Regions from separate parts of the Mus musculus genome. Here region 2 is linked to region 1. The links are chromatin contacts, called in public HiChIP or PLAC-seq maps. All regions are on one chromosome and are shown on one strand. Each heading gives the region's core, a stretch centred on a gene start, on an enhancer-like site or on the middle of the called end of the contact. The rest is flanking DNA. Distances are from core to core; before and after follow the strand shown. Region 1 holds the start of Tbc1d7 (TBC1 domain family, member 7). Region 2 overlaps Gfod1 (glucose-fructose oxidoreductase domain containing 1).

The links. HiChIP or PLAC-seq counts read pairs in DNA pulled down with a chosen protein or histone mark.
Region 2: a BATF HiChIP or PLAC-seq map of CD8 T cells shows a contact between it and region 1, with 11 read pairs. The contact joins the enhancer-like site here to the promoter of Tbc1d7 in region 1. A contact is called at or near these places in 1 of 15 datasets of contacts at CTCF or cohesin (CD8 T cells), 19 of 484 Hi-C or Micro-C datasets (B cells, CD4 T cells, CD8 T cells and 10 more), 8 of 115 datasets of contacts at active chromatin or transcription factors (CD8 T cells, the HPC-7 cell line, effector CD8 T cells and 3 more) and 3 of 9 other capture datasets (adipose tissue, liver and pancreatic islet).

The regions. Positions count from the first base shown.
Region 1 is chr13:43,169,728-43,176,607 of GRCm38.p6, reverse strand. Tbc1d7 (TBC1 domain family, member 7) reads left to right here and starts at 5,107. Exons shown (of 8, transcript NM_001252639.1): 1 at 5,107-5,299; 2 at 6,661-6,806. The coding sequence starts at 6,695. Gm40929 (a long non-coding RNA gene) reads right to left here and starts at 4,786. Exons shown (of 4, transcript XR_873309.3): 1 at 4,766-4,786; 2 at 2,917-3,024; 3 at 1,830-1,981.
Region 2 is chr13:43,265,313-43,271,587 of GRCm38.p6, reverse strand. The region is part of intron 1 of Gfod1 (glucose-fructose oxidoreductase domain containing 1); the gene reads left to right. LOC115488162 (a long non-coding RNA gene) reads left to right here. Exons shown (of 2, transcript XR_003950633.1): 1 at 1-6,275. Among named protein-coding and RNA genes, the nearest start is that of Gfod1, 36 kb to the left of the region's middle. Within about 2 kb of position 2,352, at least 106 of the 459 cell types and tissues checked have an H3K27ac peak or open chromatin away from gene starts, as enhancers often do. A contact at or near this core is called in B cells, CD8 T cells, DN3 thymocytes and 6 more, where this site is marked.

The sequences.
Region 1 (6,880 bases), core at 3,858-6,357:
TCCCTCTCTCTGCCTTTCTCTGCCTCTACTACCCTCTGAGCTCCCTTCCCCATGCCCTTAATAAACTCTACTCTGTACTATACCATGTGTCCTGGTCCCTTGGGGGAGGGATGCCTTGGCATGGGCCCACTGAGGCACCCTCTTCCCCCACACTTTACTACAGCCCCTTAGAACATTTTCTTATATTTCTTTATCTTTTTATGACCACAACAGTAGCTGTCGTGCTTTAGCTATGGAAATAACCATAAGAGCTTCGTGGGCTTCTTCTCTTCAATCCCCATGACAGACCAACGTGCCATACAGTTCCCCATCACCTGTTTTACAGGGAAGTCAAATGAAAAGTGCTTTACCTAACTAGCAGCTTGAGAAGCCTCGCTGTCTGTGCCCCGCTGTCAGAGACAGTTTCATATCGTGAAAATGACAACCAATGATTCGGAGACAGCTAAACCTGACTTGAACTTAAATTTAAAATTGAGTTTGAGCTCAATCACAGAGAGGTGGAAGTCAAAATGTAATCTCTCTAGAGCAAATGACCCTTAGTTGGGCTTAATAGGCCTACAGGGGAACCAAATCGGAATGTCAAGACACCATCCAGGGATACGTGTTTACCACCCCAAGACCCATGTGCAGCACCCGAGTGTCTAGACCAGCAGGCCACCTCATGACATTTCCCCTCAGTGGTTTCACAGTGCCCTTAAAACACACTCCTCATGTACACAGCAGTAAATTAACTCCTTCATTTCCTGGGACCCCGGGGACCAGGAAGTCTCCTCTGACCTGACAGTACCACCTGTTACATTTGGTGTTAGTCCATTTCCTGCGGGGGTAGCTGACCACCATGGAGGGAGAAATCCACAAGGAAAGGCTGATAAACTCAAGGTTCTGAAGCCTTGCAAGGTCAAACCTGGATGATGGCTGGGGAGGTGGGGCGGGGGGGGGGGGGGGACTTCCTTGTTGCCGGGGGCTCCTTGCTGCAGGGCTCTGAGGTGCTTTGGGGCCTCATGTGGTGAAAAGGATTGAGTGTTCTTGCTTGAGACTTCTCTTTTATAAAGCCACCGTCCCATTAGATCAGTGTCCCCACCTCCACCCCCGCCTTTACAGCCTCATTCAACCCTAATTTTCCCCAAAGGCTCCACCTGAAAAATATACTTGATCAATCCCCACCCTCAGAGAAGTGATGAATCTTGAAAATGAATTTTCTGAGGGCATCCAAACCATAGCAACTGGGGTTTCCGTCAGCATGCTGTAAGCTCCCCAGGGTAAGAGTGTGCATCCCGTCTGCTACTTGACACATAACACAGACTCATTTTGTTGAAGAGGGAATGGATATTTGCAGCCCCCTTCTAGCCGAACCTACTCTTCCCATCGGGTCATGTTATCGGCGGGGGACCTGATAAACCCCTATAGATGGTCAAGATGGTTGAACACACTGATCTCTCCAACACCCTTGGCTTTTTACTGTAGAGTCTTGTGTTAAGGAAATGGCATTGCATACAGATGAGCAGCAGAGAGGGGGAAGAGTTGGGACCGAGGAACATCTCCAGGTGAAGGGTTTTATGTGGCTGGATACTTAGGCTCGCTTGAAAACCACAATGGCTGCTTACTTTCCAGCTGATTTCCCGCCAAGAAAATCAAGAGCACTGTATCTTTCCCCCTCTGATTTGTGTCTTCCTTGAAAAAAATTCAGCTCATGTCCTCTTTATAAATGCAATATTTCTAAATTTCCATTCCACATCCCTAAATAACATCTATAAGAAACCAAACCAGTCTTTCGTGAACTCCCTATGTGACGTAGGCTGCCCTTAACCTGTGACGACTCTGTTGCTTACCTTCTGAGTGCTGATCTCTGATTGCATTTTAATTTTGATGATCCCGAGAGTCAACTAAGCAGCTCTTCCCTGTTCATGAGACTGTGCTGGGCTGCAGGTGGTCTCCGTGGTAGAGCGCTTGACTAGCATGCACCAGGTCTTGGATTCTAGAACTGAAAGCCAGTGTCATTTGTTTTTTGAGACAAGGTTTTTCTGCATAGCCTTGACTGTCTTGGAACTTGCTCTGTAGACCAGGCTGGCCTCAAACTCAGAGATCTGCCTGCCTCTGCCTACCAAGTGCTGAGATTAAAGGTGTAGGCCAACACTGTGCTCAAACAACCAATTGTTATGGGTTTATTTTTTTTCATGAAAGCATATATAAAGATATGTATGTATATATGCATGTATGTATCTCCTATGAATTTTTACTTCTCTATACACTCTCAACAACAGGGCTTTTTGTCTGATCCTGAGACCAATGATGATCCATCACCTACTAGAAAACTGAAATAATAGACACACAAAACATAAACTCCCAATTTTGGTTACTATATGTCAATAGACATAAAATAATTGTCAAACTGCTATAAAAGACCTCCATGCCTACTCTAAAAGGCCATCCTTGCCCCACAGACTGGTTCACGGCCCATTCTTTAAATACCACTGAACTGGGTCATCAGCAGTAAGTACAGCCTTGCACTACCTGCTAGGTCCACGAGGAGAGCACACAGGACAATGGTTCCGTAAGATTATATGTGTGGTGGCGCATGCTCATAATCCTGGCACTTGGAGGAAGGCTGAGATAGAAAGACCACAAGTTTGAGGCCAGCCTGGTCTACAGAGTTAAGGTGCTTAGAAAAACAGATTATGTGGCCCAGTTACATCTTAATTATCTTATTTTGTTTAGTATGCTCTATATTTTCCCAACTTCAAAATGTCTATTGAGGCATCATTCCTCAGAATGTATTTCAGCTAATCAACACGAACCGTATCTTACAGTTTCCAGTTGAAGATCAAACACCCATCTCTACCCTACCTCCAATCTCAAAAATCCCCTCTGCACAAAAGGCTCCACCTTTCCAGGTCTGAAACCTCCCCTAGACCATACCTCCAACTGTGGGGTAAACATCCACACACATGAGCCTCTCGGGGACATTCTGTGTCCTTTCTGCTTGGTGAACAGAGGTCCTTTTATGCTTTGTTCAGGAACTTCTACCTGCAAGGTGAGGACGGACCTGTGGCCTACTGGGTTGGTGGAGACAAAATCCCCAGCCTGCCTTGGCAGTTTGGTTTTCCCCTTTACAGGACAATGTGCCGCCTATCTGAACTCACTGCTGTTGCTGCCCTCTGCTGTTTCTATTGAGAATTACAGGGTACTGGGTTCCTGGGGCTGCCGGGCTGGTAAAATGCCACGTTTGTGGTGGGGATCCCTGACGTGCATTCTGCTTAAGATTTGATTAAGCATCCTAGAATTCATTTTCGAGGCACCTTCACACCTCCGCCCTTCACTTTGACATGGACATACAACCCGCAGCAGCTTCTGGGTGCTGCTTGCAAATGCAACCACATAGAGCCCAGCCTTCCCACAACTGAATGTTAACAGTCAATTCTCAAACCGTTTTACTTTCTCCTTTTGTTTGTGCCCCATGACATGCCCAGACTGGAGTGGAGTCTCAAATATGCTATGACTTCCATTTCATACACACATGTCCAGGTTGTCATTTCCTGCCATTATGATTTAGTGAGTACTTTAAAAAGTGGCAATTGGCGTGGACCCAGGCCCTTTTGTATGCTATCTGAGGGTTTCTATTGCGGTGATGAAACAGCCTGACCAAAAAGCAAGTTGGGGAGGAAAGGGTTTATGAGGCTTACACTTCAACAGACCTGTTCATCACTGGAGGAAGTCAGGACAGGAACTCAAATAGGGTAGGAACCCAGAGGTAGGAGCTGGTGCGGAGGCCATGGAGGGATGCTGCTTACTGCCTTGCTCCCCATGACTTGCTCAGCCTGCTTTCTTACAGAACCCGGGGCCACCACAATAGGCTGGACCCTCCATCAATCACTAATTAAGAAAAAGCTGGGTCTCATGGAGGTGTCTTCTCATTTGAGGCTTCCTCCTTTCAGTCACTCTAGCTTGTGTCAGGTTGAGGTAAGATTAGCCAGCTCAGCATGTGACTTCACCACTAGCTGCACTCACTCACAGCCTTAAAAATCCCTAACTCTCCGGCCCAGGTACTGCTTTCTCTGCAGTAATTTCCCAACACTCATGGGGACAGCGCCTCACTGCGGCCGTGTTACCTCCTTGGCTTGTTACTGTGATAAAAATACTTGAAGAGACCTCGGGAGGAAGGGCTTACAATGTGAGTGAGCCAGATTGGCACTAACAATCCAAAAAACGAATCAGTAGTCCGTCCCAGACAGCTATATCTTCCTAATAGTTCCCTAATTCAGTCCTTGCTTCCAACTCAGTGCCACCTGGGGATGGACAAAGAACATGCTCTCCGTGACAAATCACACAGGATGCCCCAGTTCTGTCCAGCGGCTCGCAGCTTCCCCAAGCAAGCAGCCTTAACTGACTGCGCGCTTGGCATTCTAGGTCTGAGTAGCTGCCAAAAGGCAAATGGCAGCAACTGCCCCTTTGCACAGTAAACGATGAACAAATGGTTTTGCTTATCCCTCCTTGATCATTGGGGGACCAATAAGTTTTTGTTTTTAAGTTTTAAATATTTGTGTATAAAGGTTTTGTCTGCGTGCATGAGCACCATGCGCGTGCCCCGTACTGGCAGAAATCAGAAGGGGTAGTTTGGAATTCCTGCAACTGGAGTTATTGATGGTTGTGAATCACCACGTGAGTGCTGGGATTTGAACCCGGGTTCTGTACAAAAGCCGTAAGTGCTCTTAATTGTCGAGCTATCTCTCCTGCCCATCACTCAGTTTTTAATAGCTGAGGACTTAACTGATTTGCTTTCTCATGGTCACTTGGAACGTTTGGAAGAAGAAGTGCAGCCCAATCGATTAGCAAAGGCTCGTTTCCGATTTTCCACCGGGCGAGGTGGAAGAAACACCGCCTGAGGGATCCCGGTTTCCACGGGGCAGAAGAGTGCCCTAAGCAAGCACTCTGAACGAAGGGGAGACGATCACCAGGGTTTCGGGATCGAGGTGAGAGGGACAGACGTGGATACTCAAGGGCGCACAGACTCGGCCGCTACCACCTCTCAGGGCTTCAGCTTCACCCGGTTAACATCCACGTGTGGGTGGGACTCCCAGCAGATGTCCTCTGCGCACGCGCATCCGGGGCGACGTCACGTCCGGCGGCGGGAGTTAGAGGCGGAGAGGGCCGGGCCGGGTGTCTCATGGCATCGCTCCCCTCGCTCGCTCGGCCCTGACGCTTATGGTTCCGTCTGCCTGCCGGTAGCACAGCGTTGCCGGGCCGGTTCTCCGCCGCCTCCCGGATCTCTGAGTCTGAGCCGGGTGTGTTTGCTCTACTCGAGGTGAAGCGTGCATACCGGGAGAGCGGGGCCTGGGGCTTCACTGGGTTGTGGGCACCTTTCCCGCAGGTGGAGTCACCTGGGCAAGATTTGACAGCGCATCTTTCAGGGCGACTCCTGTGCCATCACAGTGCAGTCCCAGGAATGCTGTCGATAGACGACAGGGGCAGCGAATGCTTAAAAATACAAAAACCAAAAGAGCCCTCAAACTACAGATTGCATTTTAATCTTTGGGTTTTTTTTTTTTAACAGCTATGAAGAGGCCGTGGAACTCTTTAAAGGCAATTCTAAATTCTAAATAGCTTTTTTCAAAAATGAATTGCAATCTTCCCCATAACAGAAGCTGTTCAGATATCTAACTCCCAACAAGAAGTCCAAACTCCCCTGGTTATCTGGGGACGTCTCGGGGGCTTTTAGTAGCTGAGGACTTTATTCTTTGGAAGAATGTTTGCATCTTTAGTGCCTAGTCACTAAACCTAGTTTGATCTTTTCTTTTGGTTTACCATTAATATCACAAAGACTGTTCTGAAAGAATTATGTATTCTCTGAGATGATTTGAGTGCTCTTGCCAGATTTTTAGCCGTCTTCTGGTTATACTTTAATGCTTTTTCTCTGTTGGAGTTTTGTATTTTGATAATACAAAACTTGGTAGAATTGTGTTTATAGGAAGAAAAATAAGGGCAGGACTTAGGGCTTCCCTCCACCCCCTTCTAATTTCTCCAAATGCCTATTTTCGAGAGGACAGCTAAGCAAAACAAAACAAAAACCAAACCAAAACAAACAAACAAACAAAAAAGGAAATTAAGGTCACCTAGAATTTTACTAACTGAATAACTTGTTAATATTTTGGATGTCTCCTCTTATTTTAAAACATACCTATCTTGGACCAGAAGCCGTGGTCCACACCTTTTACCCCCCGCACCTAGGAGGCAGAGAGTTTGAGGCCAGCCTGGGCTACTTAGTGAGACCTTAGTTGTAAAACTGGAAGCAGAATTAGTACACACCACTGGTTAGCCCCATTTATATAACATATCCTGCCAGCTTTTCTAATTCATCTTATTTGTTCATTTGTATTTTGTTCATTCATGAGAACAAGGTATTTCATTGTGCCAGGGGTTCTTATAAGAAGGAACCCTAGAGGCCCCCTCTGTGCTACCTATTTTAGTAGCTTGGAGGGCAGCTGACCTATATCTTCATATCTATATCTTTGGCCAAGTTGCATTAGGAAGGTGGGATAGGGTTGTGTGGATCCAAAGATTTAATGCTCCTTGCTTAGGGCCAGGCAATTTATCATATTTGACTTATTGAAAAGGCCGAGAAAAATCACCTAATGTCCTTCCCAATTCTTCTTTCTTTGGTTTTAGGCTCACCTAAAAAAAATCCCTCCAAGGATGAAACATGACTGACGACTCTCAGAGGAACTTTCGATCAGTCTACTATGAGAAAGTCGGGTTTCGTGGTGTCGAAGAAAAGAAATCACTGGAAATCCTCCTGAAAGATGACCGTTTGGGTGAGTCTCAGCTGCATATGTTCATTAGTTCAAAGTTACCAGGTAAATATTTCTGCAAAAGACTCAAAGCAGTA
Region 2 (6,275 bases), core at 1,103-3,602, 98 kb before region 1:
TGGGCAGAGGAGCCCTGGTCATGTGTTTCTTAATCACAACAGCACGGTTCCGTCTTTGATTTTCCCCGAGCTTGTTAACCTGCCTGCTAACCTACCTGTTAGTTGATGGGAACAGGGAGGAGCTGAAGTGTTCCCCATATTTCACCAGAATGAGTTCTCTGGGCCGGCTCCCCCTTCCCTGCTCTTGGATCCCTGACTGAGGCAGGACATAGCTCAGCATCCTGGCAGGGTTAGCGTTGCACTCTTCTCGATCTCCGGATTTTACCTGGGAACAGTTTTTTTTTTTTTTTTCTTCTCAATAGTTTCTGGGTGGCTGAGTAGGACAACTTCTACCTCAGTAGGTTTCTGAGGCCACCTCTGGAGTCTGCAAAGCCCAGGTTCTTGATGTCACAGGTCAGGAGTCAACACATGCTCAGCATTAACCTGTAGCAAAAGAACAATCAAGTTCTGCATATCCGTGTGTTTTGATTCTTGCTTCAGTGGGCTGTTAAAAAACTAACCTGGATCCAGTGGACAAAAAGCAAGTGCAACACGACTGTATCCATGGCAATAGTGATAGAAATTTCCTGGAGAGGTGAGGACACTGTTTCTCTTTCTGTCTCTCTCGATCCCTCTCCATCTGCCTGTCTGTCTGTCTGTCTGCCCCTCTCCCACTCCCTCTCCCTCTCTCTCTTGCTCAAGGCTCCTGAATGCTGGGAGTCTTTATGTATTTTTTTTTTAATTTAAAGTTAGAGTATTGTCTAAAAATTCCATTTCCTTACTCTCTGTCTCTTTTTCCCTCTCTCTGTCTATCTCTCTCTCTGTTTTTCAAGACAGGGTTTCTCTGTGTGTAGAGTTCACTCAGGTTTATAGACCAGGTTGGCCTTGAACTCAGAGATCTACCTGCCTCTGCCTCCTGAGTGCTGGGATTAAAGGCCCATGCCACCATGCCCAGCTAAAAACTCTACTTCCTTCTGTGGCATTAGGGATAGAGCCTTGTGCATGTTAGTCAAATGAACAACCATTAAGCTACATTCTGGCCCAGAAACTTCACGTTGTTTTTACCCTGTGGGAACCGCTGCAAGGTAGCATCATGGCCTTGTGCTTTATCCTGCACGTGACACGCAGCTTGGGATGAGCAGTGCTAAGCTGAGGACTGTCTTGGGCGGGAGCTAGGCTGAGTGCACAGAGAGCTCCCAGCCTTGTGTCCAGCAATATACACTCATGAATCCGAACAGTCGTCAAACTAGAGCAGTGATGGAGCCAAGTCCTGTCCTGTTTGGAATGACTGCTGAAGGAAGCCGGAATAGAGTAGATCGTAGATATCTGATCTCCCTTCCCTTCTCCTGGCACACATCCTTAAATCCTTAGATCTCACCGTGCTGAGTGGCTTTTGAAAGCTAATGAATGGGCTGAAGGCTGGCAGCCCCTGCATGATGTCAGGCTGAGGACAGTCACAGGAAAGATTGGCAGGGTTAGAGAAGTGAGGCTCTCAGCTCAACCCACTGCCTCCGGGAAGAGAGAAAGGTTGAAGGTCAAGTTTATTGGCGGTGGCTTTCATCACCAAGTCTTCTTAATGAAGTGTCTATAATCCGTCCACCCCCACCCCACCCCCATTCTTCTGGGTAGCAGAACACATCAGGCAGGAGTGGCACTTCCAGAGAGGGATGGGGGCACTCTAAGCCCCATGCCCAAAGGATTAGTGTCCTTTGTCATTTCTTTGTGTGTGTGTGTTGGGGATTGAACTTAGGGCCTCATTCAAATGAGCCAAGTGCTTTGTCACCCAGCCTTACAAATCTGATAAACCAGTAGATGCGTTTCCCAGGGTTCTGTGAACTGTACAAGTAAATTAATTGAACCAGAGGGGAGGTGACAGGAACCTGGTTTAGTTAATTAACTAATCCTGGCTTAAATAATTAATTTTGAGCCTGACTCTCCCTATACCACTCAGGCTGACCTTAAGCATGCAATTCTTCTTGTTGTCTGTACTCCCCAATGACTGGGTACACATGAGCTCTATCACACTGGGAGACAGAATAAAGAATCATTCATTCATTCATTCATTCATTCATATGTTTGTTTTGTTTGTTTCAAAAACTGGTGCTGGGGATTGGGCCCAGGGTTTTGTGTGTGTTCTCTTATTAAGCTATGTCATAGCCTATTTGTTATGATTCTTACTATTTTTAATAGCACCCTAGTTTAAAGCAGGTGGATCAGAGGGAGGCAGGATAGCCTGGACTTGTGTGTTTTTATGCAGAGGCAGCCCTGGAACTCAGCCCTCAACCTATGGGACCTGCCACCAATTCTGGGCTCATCCTGTGAGAATGGAATGAAGTGAGCAGACACCCAGTTGGTGTTTGCTGCTGCAGCTGTGACTTGCTTATGGGTGGGGGAAACCCCACACATGAACCTGACGTCACAAGTCTGCAGAGAGAGGGTGAGGAACTGAGTCGTCTTTTCTGTGGCCTCCAAAGTGACTGCCTGGGAATGCAGGAGGTGATGGCGGGGGCAGATTTGAGTGTGTGTGGGTGTGGGTGTGGGGAGAAGTAGTGTGGGCAAGTGACGTCACGATTTGACCTTTGACCTTTTCCTGTTCCCCCACACTGTGTGTGGCTATCTGAGCTTAATTGGGCAGAGCTGTTTGCTTCTTCTCTGAATGGGTTTCTTGAGTTCAGTCAGGATGTCAGGTGCTGGGATGGGCTCAACTGACAGGCACTGTCGGGACCTGGGATTTGCAATGGTTATGGCTTAATGACACCCCTTCTCGAATCTCTGACATCCCTGTCAAACTGTCACAGTATTGGTGAGTTAGGGCGGGGTTTCCTCTTTAAAATAACACTCGCTGTGGTCCTTGGTGCCTGCAAAACAGTGACAAGGTGGCTTTTCTATTCACTAGGCGCTTCTGAGCTTCTCTGAGCCTGGGGTTGGCTTTCCCTTTCAGGAAACCAAAACCCTCGAAGGGCAAAGGGTGGCGTCTGGAATTACTATGGTGATTCAGTGATAGGGACTTCTGAGAGAAGCAACTGGGGATGTGCCCTCAATTCTGTGGGGTCAGAAACCTGACCTATACACATACTCACACACACACACACACACACACACACACACACACCTCTACATGCATCCACTCATTGCCAAGCTTCCAGAGTTGTTAAGGAGCCACACGCTTCTGCTAGATGTGTGCAAGGCCAAGAGCTGGGAGCCATGAGTGCACGTGTGTATGGAGCATACTCAGAGGTCTGAGGGTGTCAGATGACTAAATTCTGAACTTGAGTGAGAACCACAAAATAAGGTGGCAGAAAATCTTAGCTGCAAGCATTCATCGTGTTGTTGAGGGTCTTCATTTCAGGACAAGCAGAGCTTTTTCTGTCAGTGGCAGCTAGAGGTAAAGCCAAGGTCCTGGGATCTGAAGAGCTGCCTCTGAGTCACTTGTTGAGCTGCCCTGCCCCTTTGCAGCCCACAAAAGGACCAGGCAGTGTGCTATCCCTCCCTGGCTGCCAGTTATCCCCTCCAAATTCTGAGTGGCATGTGGGAGGATGAAGAACACTTGGTAGAATTGCAGAGAGTGGGACGTATCTGCTCTCTAGGTGACATGTGAGTGTGGGGACCTATGTGATCACAGGAGGGAAGGGCTATACTCACTCAGAGGAAATGGTGGATACCTGTATCTATCTATGTGTCTGTCTGTCTGTCTGTCTATCTATCTATCTATTTACCTACCAATTATCTGTCTATCCATCCATCTATCTATTTACCTACCAATTATCTGTCTATCCATCTATCTATCTCTCTATCCATCTATCTATCATCTATCTGACTGTCATCTATCAATCATATATCTGTCTACCTGTCTGTCTGTCTGTCTGTCTATCTATCTATCTATCTATCTATCTATCTATCTATCTATCTTGATTTGTCTATTTTTCCCCCTTGGTTTCATGCATGAGATATTGCGTCTCAGGGATTGAGTGAACCCAAGGCCTCATGCACTAGGTGTGTGCTCTGTCACTGAGGTCCATCTCTGGCTCTCTTCTTACCACTTTCATTTTAAGACAGGGTCTCACTAAGTGGTCCAAGGCTAGCCTTGAATGTGTGATCCTCCTGCCTCAACCTCCTAAGTTGGTTAGGATGGCAGGTCTGTACCAGCCTGCTCAGTGGTGCTTCGCTTTGATTTGGTTTAAAAGAGGCATCACAGAAGGGCTGGGAAGTAGGATGGGGGCGGGGCAGAGGAGGGCCCTGTTAACATCCTCCCTCTTCTCTCCTCAGGATGACTGGGATGCAACTATCATCCTCTGCTTGGGCTGTCTGTGGGGTTATGTGTTGTTCTTGGAGGTTTTAGTCATTCGGTGGGCTAGTCTTTCTTTCTAAGAGCTGATGCAACAAACCATAAAAGGACTAGCTAATGGGTGAACAGTAGGAGTTTGGTGGTGGTCTCTTTCCAGGACTGTGAGGGTCTGTGGACTATCTTTATGCTCCTGGAACAATACTAGTATCTCATTATCTCTGTTGTAATTTTAATTTTTTTTTTTGATTTGCTTTTTGTTTTTTGTTTTTCGAGACAGGTTTTCTCTGTATAGCCCTGGCTGTCCTGGAGCTCACTTTGTAGACCAGGCTGGCCTTGAATTCAGAAATCCACCTGCCTCTGCCTCCCGAGTGCTGGGATTAAAGGTGTGTGCCACCACGCCCAGCTGTAATTGTAATTTTCTTTGTTTATTTCCTTTTCTTTAATTTTTTTTTTTTTAAAGACAGGGTCTCACTGTATAACTCTAGCTAGTCTGGAAATCACTATATAGACCAGGCTGGCTCTAACTCCCAGAGGTCTGCCTGCCTCTGCCTCCCTGAATGTTGGGATCAAAGGTGTGCACCGCCACTCCCAGCCACTATTTTAAAGTTAACTCGTGTTTTCCTTTGTGTATACGTCTGTTTGATCAGACTGGTTCCGGGCCTCTCTTATTGTGATCAGACCAGCAATAAACATAGTTACCCAAGTATCTCTGTGGTGGCTGATTTAGCGTCCTCTGGATATATGCCCAGGCTTGGTCTAGCCGACCCACGTAGTAGTTCTATTTGAGACTTTTGAGGAACCCCTTTAGTGGTTTCCACAATGACTGCAGTAGTCTCTCTCCCAACAGTCTTGAATCCGGTTCCTCTTTCCCAGAGCCTCACGGTCACTTATTGTCAGTGTGATCCTGATCTTAGCCGTTCTGGCTGGGACAACTTGAATTTCATCAAGGTAGCCTTCACAGATGTCAGGGGCGAAGGGTGTCTGTAGCTTTTGGAGAGGCACAGCTCAGCCCGTCGTGAGGACAGATGTAGCTTTGTGCTCTTTTTCTGTGAGATCATACGAATGTAGGTTGCAGGATCGGATGGCCAGGGATGGATGGCTGCATGTTTTTGTGCAGTGTGCCTGCCTCACTTCCAGATCAGCAAATGGGCAGATTAAAAAGAAAGTGATTGACTTTCAACTTCAGATTAGTGTGTGTTCATGCATGCATGCATGCATGTGCATATGTGTGCATGTGTTTATTCTTTAACATTTGGCTTAATATAGCTCTCCCCTAAATCTAAGTTGCTGCTGCTGCTGCTGTTGTTGTTGCTGTTGCTGTTGCTTTATTTTGACTCTTTGGTTTAGGGCAGTGGTTCTCAATGTTCCTAAATGCTGCAATCCTTTAATACAGTTGTGGTGACTCCCAAACATAAAGTGATTTTTCATGACTACTTCATAACTGTAACTTTTGCTACTGTTACGAATCATCGTGTAAGTATCTGTGTTTTATGATCTTTGACCCCCCTCAAAGGGGTCGGACCCACAGGTTGAGAAACGCTGGTATAGATTCTCACTGTGGCACTCAGGCTGCCTGGCCTTGAATTCATGTTCCTCCTGCTTCTGTCTTTCAACTGCAGGATTGCAGGCAAGCGCCACATTGCCTGGATGTTATTTCCATCGCTACTAGTTTGCCTGTCCTTTTGAAGTTATAAAAACATACTATGATTGAGGAAACCCGAACAAATATGCTTTGAAAGAAGAAAGGACACTACTGCCTGTATTTCTGATCTGCATATCTTCAAATGATTCAATAATTGTCCCTGCGGGGAATCTGCAAGGACCCATTGTATTTTGAATAGTGAAAAAAAAATTACCTTTGTAGCCGGTCCCATTCATCTAATAAACATTTATTCAAGCTTTGCTATGCATGAACCACTTTGTTCGATGCTGAGGTGACTACAAAAGAGCAAAGATAACGTCTCTGGGTCTGAGATGCATGGAGCTGAGTGAAAGCAGATACACTGCTAGG